Linked DNA regions of Macaca mulatta: region 2 is linked to region 1. Evidence: chromatin contacts called from public Hi-C data. All regions are on one chromosome and are shown on one strand. The core of a region is the stretch at or near the end of the contact, and the rest is flanking DNA. Distances in the headings are between cores, read along the strand shown. Region 1 holds the start of TBP (TATA-box binding protein). Region 2 holds the start of DYNLT2 (dynein light chain Tctex-type 2).

Region 1 (5,204 bases), core at 11-2,510:
GTGTTTTCACAAAGCAGGGACCATCTAACTTGGGTCTCACAAGGTGAGTAGGAATTTACAAAACAGGGCTTCAGACAAAAGAGAAATCAAGCAGAAAGAGATAACAGATTGAAAAAAGATGCAGAATGCAGGCGACAAGCTTAGTATGACTGTATAGAAGGTCACTGCAGATGAAATAGCACATATTGGTGGGCTCATACTATCAGGAGTTTTAAATGTTACTGCATAGGCAATAATAACAGTTATGGAATTTTGGAAGTGCAGTATGAATAGATCTAATTTGGCAAGACTAGACGAATTTGAGAGGAGTAAAACTAGAGGCTGGAAGTTCCGCTTCAGGGATCTAAGGGTGAGGCAAGAGATAATGACGGCAGGATTTAAACCCATTGTAAGTAGGACTAGAGATTTATTTATCCAGGACCTGCGGTGGCTTCAGGCCACTTTTTGCAAGTAAGTCTACAGAAGAAACCGTACGGTGATTACTGCACTAATTTATCTCAGAAAAGAGTTGTTTGCTGGGTATCTTCAGCTCTTGGAAATTGAAACATCAAATCCGGTATTTTTTGGAGGCAATCAAATTAATTCTGCATAGCCTTCTAGTGTCTGTATAACTAAATGAAGCACAGTCTTTTCACAGAAAAGCCTACCTAGAGATTTGGAAAACCATGATGGCCTGACCGAGAGATGGGAGGCCCCGTAAATAAATGGTGTGTATTATATCTTAAGCGCTACCGTGCCCGCTGTCTCAGGATTCTGACAAAATACTTAAGTCTCAATGTTGGTAGCAAAACAGGCGGGCACAGACCAGGGTGAATCTGCCTTCTAACATGGAGAAGAAGCGGTGGCAGGACAGGGCAGGGTAAACTTCAGGTCTTCGATGCAAGGGACTGTCCTGTCCCGCCCGCCGCCGCCCCGTCAGTAGTACCCTGCGCCCCACAATCGTACGATGGGAAGCCGCTGGCGACACACAGCAGAGTAGGGCACCAGGCGGGAGCGGCGGCCGAGCGGCCGTTACAGGCCGGAACGGCGGCAGCACGAGAGGGAGGAACGTCCCCCGCGGGGCCTGCACGCGCGCCAATTCCTCTTCTCTTCCCCACCATTGTCCCCAGGCCTCAATGCAGTGGTCGCCTCCGCCCGAACCCTCAGAAAAGAGTACAAGCTGTTACCTGGGTCACTGCAAAGATGACCATGGGCCAGAGGAAACGAAGTTTCACAGCCGGCGGCCCAGGCGCCCGCCACAGCGAACCTGCCTGACCTCACTGAACTCCTGGCGCGCGTTGATAATGTCACTTCCGCCAGCTCTGCCCTCGGCTTCAGCGAGTTGCTCCCACTAGGGCCGAGGCCCTGGGAAGTGTGGGCATAGGTCACTTCCTGTGTTTCCATAGGCGCGGAGCTTAAGGTAAGGAGGGGCGAAGCTCTTGAGGAGTTCCGGGGCGGGGCCGCCGTGCCACAGCCGTCTCTAATTGGCCCTTGCTGGACATAGGACAGATCGATTTTTAAATGGTTATATGTGTGTGTGTTTTGTTGTTGTGGTGGTGGTTTAAAGCAACTAGCGGTGTTACCTTTGGCAAGTTACCTGACCTCTCCCCCGCAGTTTCTTCTGTAAAATTGAATAGTGATAATAGTGCTTACCGTTGGGCTGTCGGGAGATTGACAGAGACTGACAGTACTTGGCACTCAGTAAGCGCGTGCTCCTTACCTGTGCAAGAACGCTAGCTGATCTTCAAGGGTGTAGAATGACAAGGAACACTAAGCAAAACAAACGGCTTGTGTTTACACACGCATTTATATTCAGTTCTGCCACTCCCGTTTCATGCACTGTGGTCACAAGGCTCTATCCGCAGTTGTTTCTTAGTGGGACTAGAACTTAGTGGGAACTGATTTTCCCTTCTGTAGTTCATTGTGGCGTAGTCACATGTTATACTGCTCGTTTTCTTTGTACTCTTTATTATCAGTGAGGTTGTGAGCTCTTTAAGGATAGGAAATGTTATATACATTTTTTATTAGCCAGGACAATTAACGCGCTCACCGTTATTCGAGTTGGCGTTGCGCCATAGTTCTGCCAATGTTTTTGTATGGTCAGACTTAAATTTTCGTCCATTGGGGTGAATTCCAATGTTTTCTTCGACGGGGGGCGGGAAACCTTTACTTTTCTGTCAGCTTTTTTGGAATGGGCGGGACCCAACTACCAAAGGGACAGGCCGCCCTGCAGCCCTCCAGGAGCAACGACTAGCGCAAGATAGAGAGGCCGGGAGCGAACTTCAGGAGAAGCCGGAAGTGGCGTAACGTCCGGTCAAGGCAGCCATCTCGCCGTGAGACAGCAGGTGTCGGAGCTGGAGCTGCAGGCGCAGCCGTGCGATGTTGTCCTCCGTAGCCATGTATTCGGCTCCTGGCAGAGACTTGGGGATGGAGCCGCACGGAGCCGCGGGCCCTTTGCAGCTGCGATTTTCACCCTACGCTTTCAACGGAGGGTAAAAACCCCAGAGAGCTCCGCTTTCACTTTCGCCCTTCCCCCATTTGCTGAAGCCTGTTTAGGAGTCACCGCCGTCAAGGCGCTGCCCCGGTCCCCTGCAGGCCTCAGAACCCTGAGCTGAGTGGGTCCGCACAAGGCCGGTCTCCCTGCCGTCCTCTCATGCCCTGTGTTTCCTTCTTCAGGCTCGCTTTGGTCAAGTTTACTTGGTGATTGCGATACAGCCTTGGTTTTTAGGGTTTCCCATTACAGCCCTGTCATTTGGGTTTTTATGTGGACCGGAACTCCATGCTCCTTGCTGCTGTACGACGGTAAAGTAGAAATTGAAACATAGCCTCTGCTCTGTGGAAGACCAAACTGGACCTCATGTACACGTTCCTTATGCCAGCAGGCGAGGGTAGAGGTTTAGCGTCTGAAACTTAAAAGTTAGGATTGTTTGGTCTGTGTTGTTAGATGCGTAGCTGGGTTGGTAGCGGAAACGTCTTAATTGTAGCCGCCTGATTTCTGTTATTTCTAATTGTAGCAGTTTGATCATTTTATTTCAAATAGAAGGTGGGATTGGTTGAGCAAACTTAGTTTCATAGATAAGTGCTTTTTTTTTCTTTGTCAGGAGGAGTCTCACTCTGTTGCCCAGGCTGGAGTGCAGTGACCTGATCTCAGCTCCCTGCAAGTTCCGCCTCCCGGGTTCACGCCATTCTCCTGCCTCAGCCTCCCAAGTAACTGGGACTACAGGCGCCCGCCACCACGGCCGGCTAATTTTTTGTGTTTTTAGTAGAGACGGGGTTTCACCGTATTAGCCAGGATGGTCTCGATCTCCTGACCTCGTGATCCGCCCGCCTCAGCCTCCCAAAGTGCTGGGATTACAGGCATGAGCCACCGCGCCCGGCTTTTTTTTTTTTTTTTTTTTTTTTTTTTTTTTTTTTTAAACGTTTAGCTTAAGTTCAGGAAAACAAAATACTCAGAAGATGGACCTTTTAATATGTGTGATCTTGTATGTTGTGTTCAAGTTTTGGTTTTTATTTCAATTACCAACTTTATCTTGAGTAATATAATTTTCCGTGGTGGCACGCCAGAGATACAGGGTTATAGAAAGATGCTTTGTTTAAGACTCTTGACAGGGAAGAGCTGTAAATTGAAGCAGTGGTTATAGTTACTAATCAAGCCTTGTACATTAAAATATATACATTCAATTTGAATGAACCGATGGTTCTTAAAGAAAACAAAAAGTATTGGCTGGGCACTGTAGCTCGCACCTGTAATCCCAGGACTTTGGGACGCTAAGGCAGGAGGATTATCGCTTGAGGCCAGGAGTTCAAGACCAGCCTGCGCAACATAGCAAGACCCCATCTCTACAAAAATAAATTTTAAAAACAAAGCAAAAATGTTAATTGGTTCCTCATAAATTTGAAATATTAATGCATATTTTTGGAGTGTGTTAGAAAGACAATGAAAGTCTGATTTTAGTCTTAGTTCTGCCACTAAAGGACAGTCAGGTCTTTGGTTACTTCTGAACTTCTTGAACCTAAATTTTCTTCATTAGTAGCTTCATAGTTTTTGGTGAGAATCGAGAGAGATGTATTTGGTAAATTGCAAGCCGTCATCTTATTTAATCATCATGAAAAGTGAATGTTCGATGATGTTAGCATCCTAGGGTCATATTAGACATTAAACTGTCAGGGTCAGAGAGCTGGTGTGAAGTTGAGCCAGGACTTAGCTATTTCACCACTGAGTTTATTCATGCTTTTCCATTATACTCCTTAACACTTCCTGTGATGACTAATTAAGTTGTACATTGTAGGGAGGGTTATTAGACCCATTTCATAACGCTATTCTCTATAAATAAGAATTTTCAGTGTTCAGTATGCCCTACTCATTACTCACTTTTTAATCCCTAGTAATCCAGTTTAAGCCATTACTGCCCTAAAAATTACTTAGAACTTTCTGATTACTTTTTCTCAGTCATTGTTCTTTTTCTTTAGTGTTTACTGCAGCTGACTTTCAGGCAGCCTTTGCTTCCACAAAATGAGGCCTCATTCTCTTTTTCTACTCTGTCTTTAAATGTAGTTAAACAAGTCATTGGCCCCCTTGTTTATCACTCAGCACTCTTTCATGTCTCATCGCTGGGAGGATAACTCCCAAATCTGGTTTTCCAGTTCTGCCTCTCATGAGTCCCTCAATTCTGGCTTCTTCGGTAAAATATTTCTAACTGGTTTTTCTGCTCTCACAATAACTCGAGACAGCTAACAAAACAAAAAGCAAGCTAATTATTCCCCTCAATCTCCTCTTCTCCTTTTTTATTATTATTTTTTGAGACAGAGTCTCACTCTGTCACCCAGGCCGGAGTGCAGTGGTGCAATCTTGGCTCACTGCAACCTCCGCCTCCTGGGTTCAAGCTTTCTGCCTTAGCCTCCCGAGCAGCTGGGATTACAGGTGCCTGCCACCATGCCTGGCTAACTTTTCTATTTTTAGTAGAGATGGGGTTTCACCATGTTGGCCAGGCTGGTCTCGAACTCTTGACCTCAGGCAATTTGCCCGCCTCAGCCTCCCAAAGTGCTGGGATTACAGGTGTGAGCCACCGTGCCCGGCCTCCTCTGCTCTCCTTTAAAATACTTTTTATAATTATGCCATGATTCTGCTCATTTAAGTTCTAAATCTTGGATGTCATAATTGGTTTTCCCAGTTCCTAACACATTTACGTAGGTATAACAACTTGTCTATTTTGTGTGTTTGTGAC
Region 2 (4,987 bases), core at 501-3,000, 780 kb after region 1:
TAACTTTAGACTCTTACCAGACCAGAGAAGGTACCAGAGGAATGTGCAAACAATTTTTACTCCATCAGTTTTCAAATATGTATCGACTTTCCCAGTTTCTTGCCCTTTGAAGCCTGAAACTGCTCTCCTGTGTCATTTCTCTGCAAATCTATAGTTCTTTGTTGAAGATGGTATACAAATGTAGTTCTAAGCCACCATTTCAAGTTACTTTTCATTGACGTTTATCCCTTGTGATGTGTACTCTGTACATTAATAAACCTTTTTCTTATTAACCTTTCATTTGTTAAAGGGGTCACTCTGAACTAACATGGGCAGAGGTAAAGTTTAGCCTTCCCTGCCATGTAAAAAGTAGCAAACCGTACTGGTTTTCCATGGAGAATCAAATAAAATCAAAATCCTTACGACTATCCCACATGACACTAAGACCATCTATAATCCTGCAAAGAAGTCAAATTCAGGATCCAAAGCTGAACCGAGGCTCTTTATTTTGGTGTGTCGAGTTAAGGAGTGGCTGTGTTGTGACAGTCACAATTAACTCTGGGCAGCTTTGTAAAGTGGAAACTGATCAGTCTGAGTTCCCTGGTCCTGCTCAGTATCAGTTGCCCTGTTTGCTCCTCCTGTCCCCAGAAGTTGCACTTTCCACTCTCAGCCCTACTTTTTGAACAATCCCAGTAGGCGCTAACAATTAAGTCATCACTAAAGAAATCGGCATGAACTATTTTTGAATGGCGATTGTCACTCGCATCCTCCATTGGGCTCTATGGGGCTGGAACTCTGCAGACTACACTAGGCCGGTGCTTTGGGGCTGGACTTAAATTTGAATCATTCCTCAGTCTCTGACTACCTCTTGCCTTGGAAAACTTACTTTATCCGAATCTCAGTTCTAAGTGAAATAAAACGGTGCCAGGCTGCACCTTGTAGGGCTGCAGTCATCAGATTATACATGAAAAGCATCTAGCACATAGTACTCAAAAATGGTAGTTATCGTTATCATTATTTTGGGAATGGGGTCTCGCTGTCGCCCAGACAGGGGTGCAGTGGCGCGGTATCGGCTCACCGCAGCCTCCACCTCCTCGGCTAAAGCGATCCTTCCACCTCAGCCTACGGAGTAGCTGGGACCACAGGCGCCACCACGCCCGGCTCCGCTGTCGTTACTGCTGATGATAGGTGTTTGATATTTAATTGCCTCAGGGAGGAAAAATAAATAAATGTTTATTACGAGGCAACCAGATCTCCTGACACGAGGTCGGTGAGGCCGTCGTGATGAGTTTCATAGTGACTCAAACGGTCTAAAAGCGATGAAAACAAATTTACTGTCCGAGTGTGGACCCTACAGGCAACGACTACGAAACTGCGCTTCTAGGAACGAGGCCACGGTCAGGTGAGAGTCCGACCTGCGGCTTTCCGCCCCCGCGCCACCGCGCACAGCCCTCCCTGACAGTCCGCCGCGTTCCAGTTGAGGGTCAAGAGGCGACGGAGAAACCGAGCCCGGCCCCGGGACGCCGGCAGGGCCCGCCAGGCGTCTTGCAAGGCCGAGCGTCCGATACCGCCACAGAGGCCAGGGCCGCGACGGCGCCAGCGCCCTCCAGCGCCGGACCGCCGGTCACCGCAGGCGCGTGCTCGCCCACCCACTCCGCGTAGCCGAACACCACCCAGCCTGGCGCTGACTCCCTGCCTAGCTCGGGATCGAACCGGCCCCTGCGCCCGCCCTACCTCCATAACTTCCGGTGCCCCGCTGCGGCGCGCATGAATGACGCAGGCACCTGCGTGCCCCGCCTCCAGGCGCCTTGGAGCCCTAGCGGGCACTTCCGACCGTTCCAGGCGCAGGCGGGAGACTTCCGCCCTCGCGGGAGCTGCTGAGGCGTTTGACGGTCGGCGGAGGAGAGGTAGTGGGAGTCTTGGGGAGCAGAGCGAGATGGAGAAGCGAGGCCGAGGCGTGAAGTCGAGCCTCATCCAGACCCCGAACCAGAGCTCTCAGCAGGCGCCGGTGACGCCTAGGAAAGAGAGGAGGCCTAGCATGTTCGAGAAGGAGGCAGTGAGTGCGGAGACTGCTAGGGACCCGAGACGGCTTTGTCCGACCCTTTAATTGAAATCGCTCCTCAGTGGGCCCCGCTCCCGTCACCACCCCCAGAGCCAAGAAGGCAGCATTTCCCTTTTGTGTTTCTTTTTTCCCAGGTGCAAAATTGAAGCCTGAGACTGAGTTGGGCAGTCCCCTTTGGACTTGAGTGCTAAAGTTTTCTCGCTTTTTAATTAGGGCCGTAGAACCCTACTAAGTCGATTGGAAGGGTGGTTACAAGATCTTCTTTTCAGATTTACTCAGCTTGCGGATTTCCTGAGAGTACTCTGAGTATTAATTATTGCTTCGTACTAAAACACAGTATGTTAGTGTATTTAGTGCCATTATAAGCAGTTTGGCTAGCGAAAAATGAGTGTATGCTGTATTAAAAATATTTTGATAAACCAAGCAGAATAGTGCCGTGTTTTGGGTTTTTAAAACATCAGCAGTCTGGATCTTTGAAGAATGTACAGGAGAAAAAAACTTAAGTTGAAAATATTCTGTCCAAAACTTACTGTCTGATATTGATGGAAAGGGTCGTTATTCAGTTGTATTGGTGGTATAACACAGGTCTTTCTATATGATTAGGCTTTGAAAACCGTTAATGTATTAAAGACTATCTTTTATTGATACTAGTTTGCCCAAGGATACAAAGCTGTAATGATAGAGCTGGGACCAGAACCTGTGTGCTGGTACTCGGTCCACTTGGCCTGTATTGGTTTCTCTTCATACTTACTTCATGGACCTATAATAGGATGAAGTCAGAGATGACAGGCAAAACAGTTTTTTGAAGACCCTAAAACATTTTAAGATTACTCTCAAAAAGAGAATTCTCAAAATAAGTAATGGCGAAATTTCAGGTTCTAATAATGTTTCCTTGGTAACTACATTTTACAGAGGAGAGAACGAACTAAAGGAGGAAAAGTAAACAGGCCAAGTTTACACAGCTAAGAAAAAGAGCAGAGCAAGGCTAGAAACCTAAATCGATTGGACTTAAAACTTCACACTCCCAAACACTATGCTGTTCGCTTGGCAATGAGTCTGAATAACAGATAGGTCACCAACAGTAAAGAAAAATTTCTATATATTGAGGCAGACAAGGGTGGCTTTTATAAACTTACTGCCTATTTGAGGTCTGAAGTGGTCTTTAAAATTCAATGAGCCTGAACTCCATGAGGGGACACATAAGTGCACCTGGTATATAGGTTAAAATCTGGGAGTGAGGGGACTTGGACCAAAGTAATTATTGCTTATTTGATATGGATGTCATCAATTATAGCTATCTTTAAAGTTGAGTCTTTTAGAGGTGAGAAATTTGAATAGAACAATAATTGGGAAGACATTGAGGACTCTACAAATGCTTACTAAATGTACGTGAGGAAACTGTGCACTTAGTCATTTCCAATTTAAGGTAGCTGTTAATTTCCCTATTTTGGAGCACAGGAAAATTTAAGACATACTGTTTAATCAATATGACCATCTCTTGATTTTATCTGTCTTGCCTCCATTTCCTTTTTTCTAGTGGTAGCATCTCAGTTAACTTTTAGAGAATTAACTCATCTGCAATTGCATAGAGCTTTGGTGAGATTGTCAGCTACTTTCCTTAACTTTTTAATGAGGATGAGACCCAAACTAAGCTAATTAGATGAATTATTTGAAATAATGCAAATACAATGATTGAGGTTTATTCACATTGAAGATGAGAAGCTAAAGTGCTCCATGTGTCTTTATGAATCTGGTTCATCAGCCTTCTTTGCTGTTATGTAAACTGTATCTTTCCAATAAATTATACTTTGGCTTAACAAGAATGAGTTCCTGTTGTTGAGATCAAAGGTTAACAAAATGCGAAGTAGATTACTAAAAATGGAAAGCTTAACTGTTCTCACCTGTGCACATGCATTTGAAAATCTTAAATACAACCGGGCACAGTGGCCCATGCCTGTAATCCCACCACTTTGGGAGGCCAAGGCAGGTGGATCACCTGAGGTCAGGAGTTCGAAACCAGCCTGGCCAAGAGGCCAAAACCCCATCTCTACTAAAAATACAAAAATTAGCCAGTGTGGTGGTGGGTGCCTGTAATCCCAGCTACTCAGGGAGGCTGAGGCACAAGAATTGCTTGAACCCGGGAGGAGGAAGTTGCAGTGAGCTGAGATCATGCCACTGCACTCCAGCCTGGGCGAGACTCCATCTCAGAAAAAAAAAAAAAAAATCTTAAACACTAGCATGTGGCATTTAGAAATAAAAGTAATATCTCATGCCCAAGCTCATTTTATTTTAGGGCTATATATAGGCTCAATATAAGGAAATGCTACATCAGTAGAAACTCAGGTATTATTAGATGCCAAAAAGTTGATCATATTTAAAGCCTATTCCCAATTTAAAAAAGATTGTAAAGATTCTTAATAAAAGGAATAAAATATTCTTAATAAGTATAGCTTAATAAGTATATTATTATACTTAATAAGTATAGTCAGACAGCCAATACAATATTATACACAAAGGAGAAATTGTACAGATGTAAATTTTCAGCTTATTAGAAGCATTAATGGCTATTTTCAGGCCACACATGAATGCCCCATTTCCTTAAGAATCATTGCAGTTGAAAGCTGCTGTTAATGATACTATGTAGTTGCATCCCTTGAGTATACTGTAGAGGAAAGGAAGGTCCCAATCACTGCCCTAGAGAAGCATTCTCTTAATAAACCAAAACAAAATAATTTTGTTTTTGAGAGGTTTATGGAGTTAATAATGCTGCTTCTGCAATTAAGACACAGAAGCCTGACAGATGATCACAACAGGAGATTTATTTCTGGTGAGGGACTTTTACTCTCAGCCAATATGGAGTAATTCTTACCAGAAACTAAAAGTAACACACAAAAATGTATGGAGCGGTTGTTTCCATTGATTTGGGTGTCAAACAGGACAAGAGTG

Evidence for each region. Hi-C and Micro-C count contacts between places; a contact is called where the count stands out from the background.
Region 2: a contact with region 1 is called in a Hi-C map of fetal cortex germinal zone, with 4 times the contacts expected there. The contact joins the promoter of DYNLT2 here to the promoter of TBP in region 1. A contact is called at or near these places in 5 of 14 Hi-C or Micro-C datasets (CD4 T cells, blood, fetal cortex germinal zone and 2 more).

The regions. Positions count from the first base shown.
Region 1 is chr4:1,496,252-1,501,455 of T2T-MMU8v2.0, forward strand. It overlaps TBP (TATA-box binding protein), which reads right to left and starts at 1,261. Exons shown (of 9, transcript XM_028846940.2): 1 at 1,167-1,261. PSMB1 (proteasome 20S subunit beta 1) reads left to right here and starts at 2,283. Exons shown (of 6, transcript NM_001260636.1): 1 at 2,283-2,471. The coding sequence starts at 2,359.
Region 2 is chr4:2,277,166-2,282,152 of T2T-MMU8v2.0, forward strand. DYNLT2 (dynein light chain Tctex-type 2) reads left to right here and starts at 1,751. Exons shown (of 4, transcript XM_028846951.2): 1 at 1,751-2,035. The coding sequence starts at 1,751. It overlaps ERMARD (ER membrane associated RNA degradation), which reads right to left and starts at 1,755. Exons shown (of 17, transcript XM_078001095.1): 1 at 18-1,755.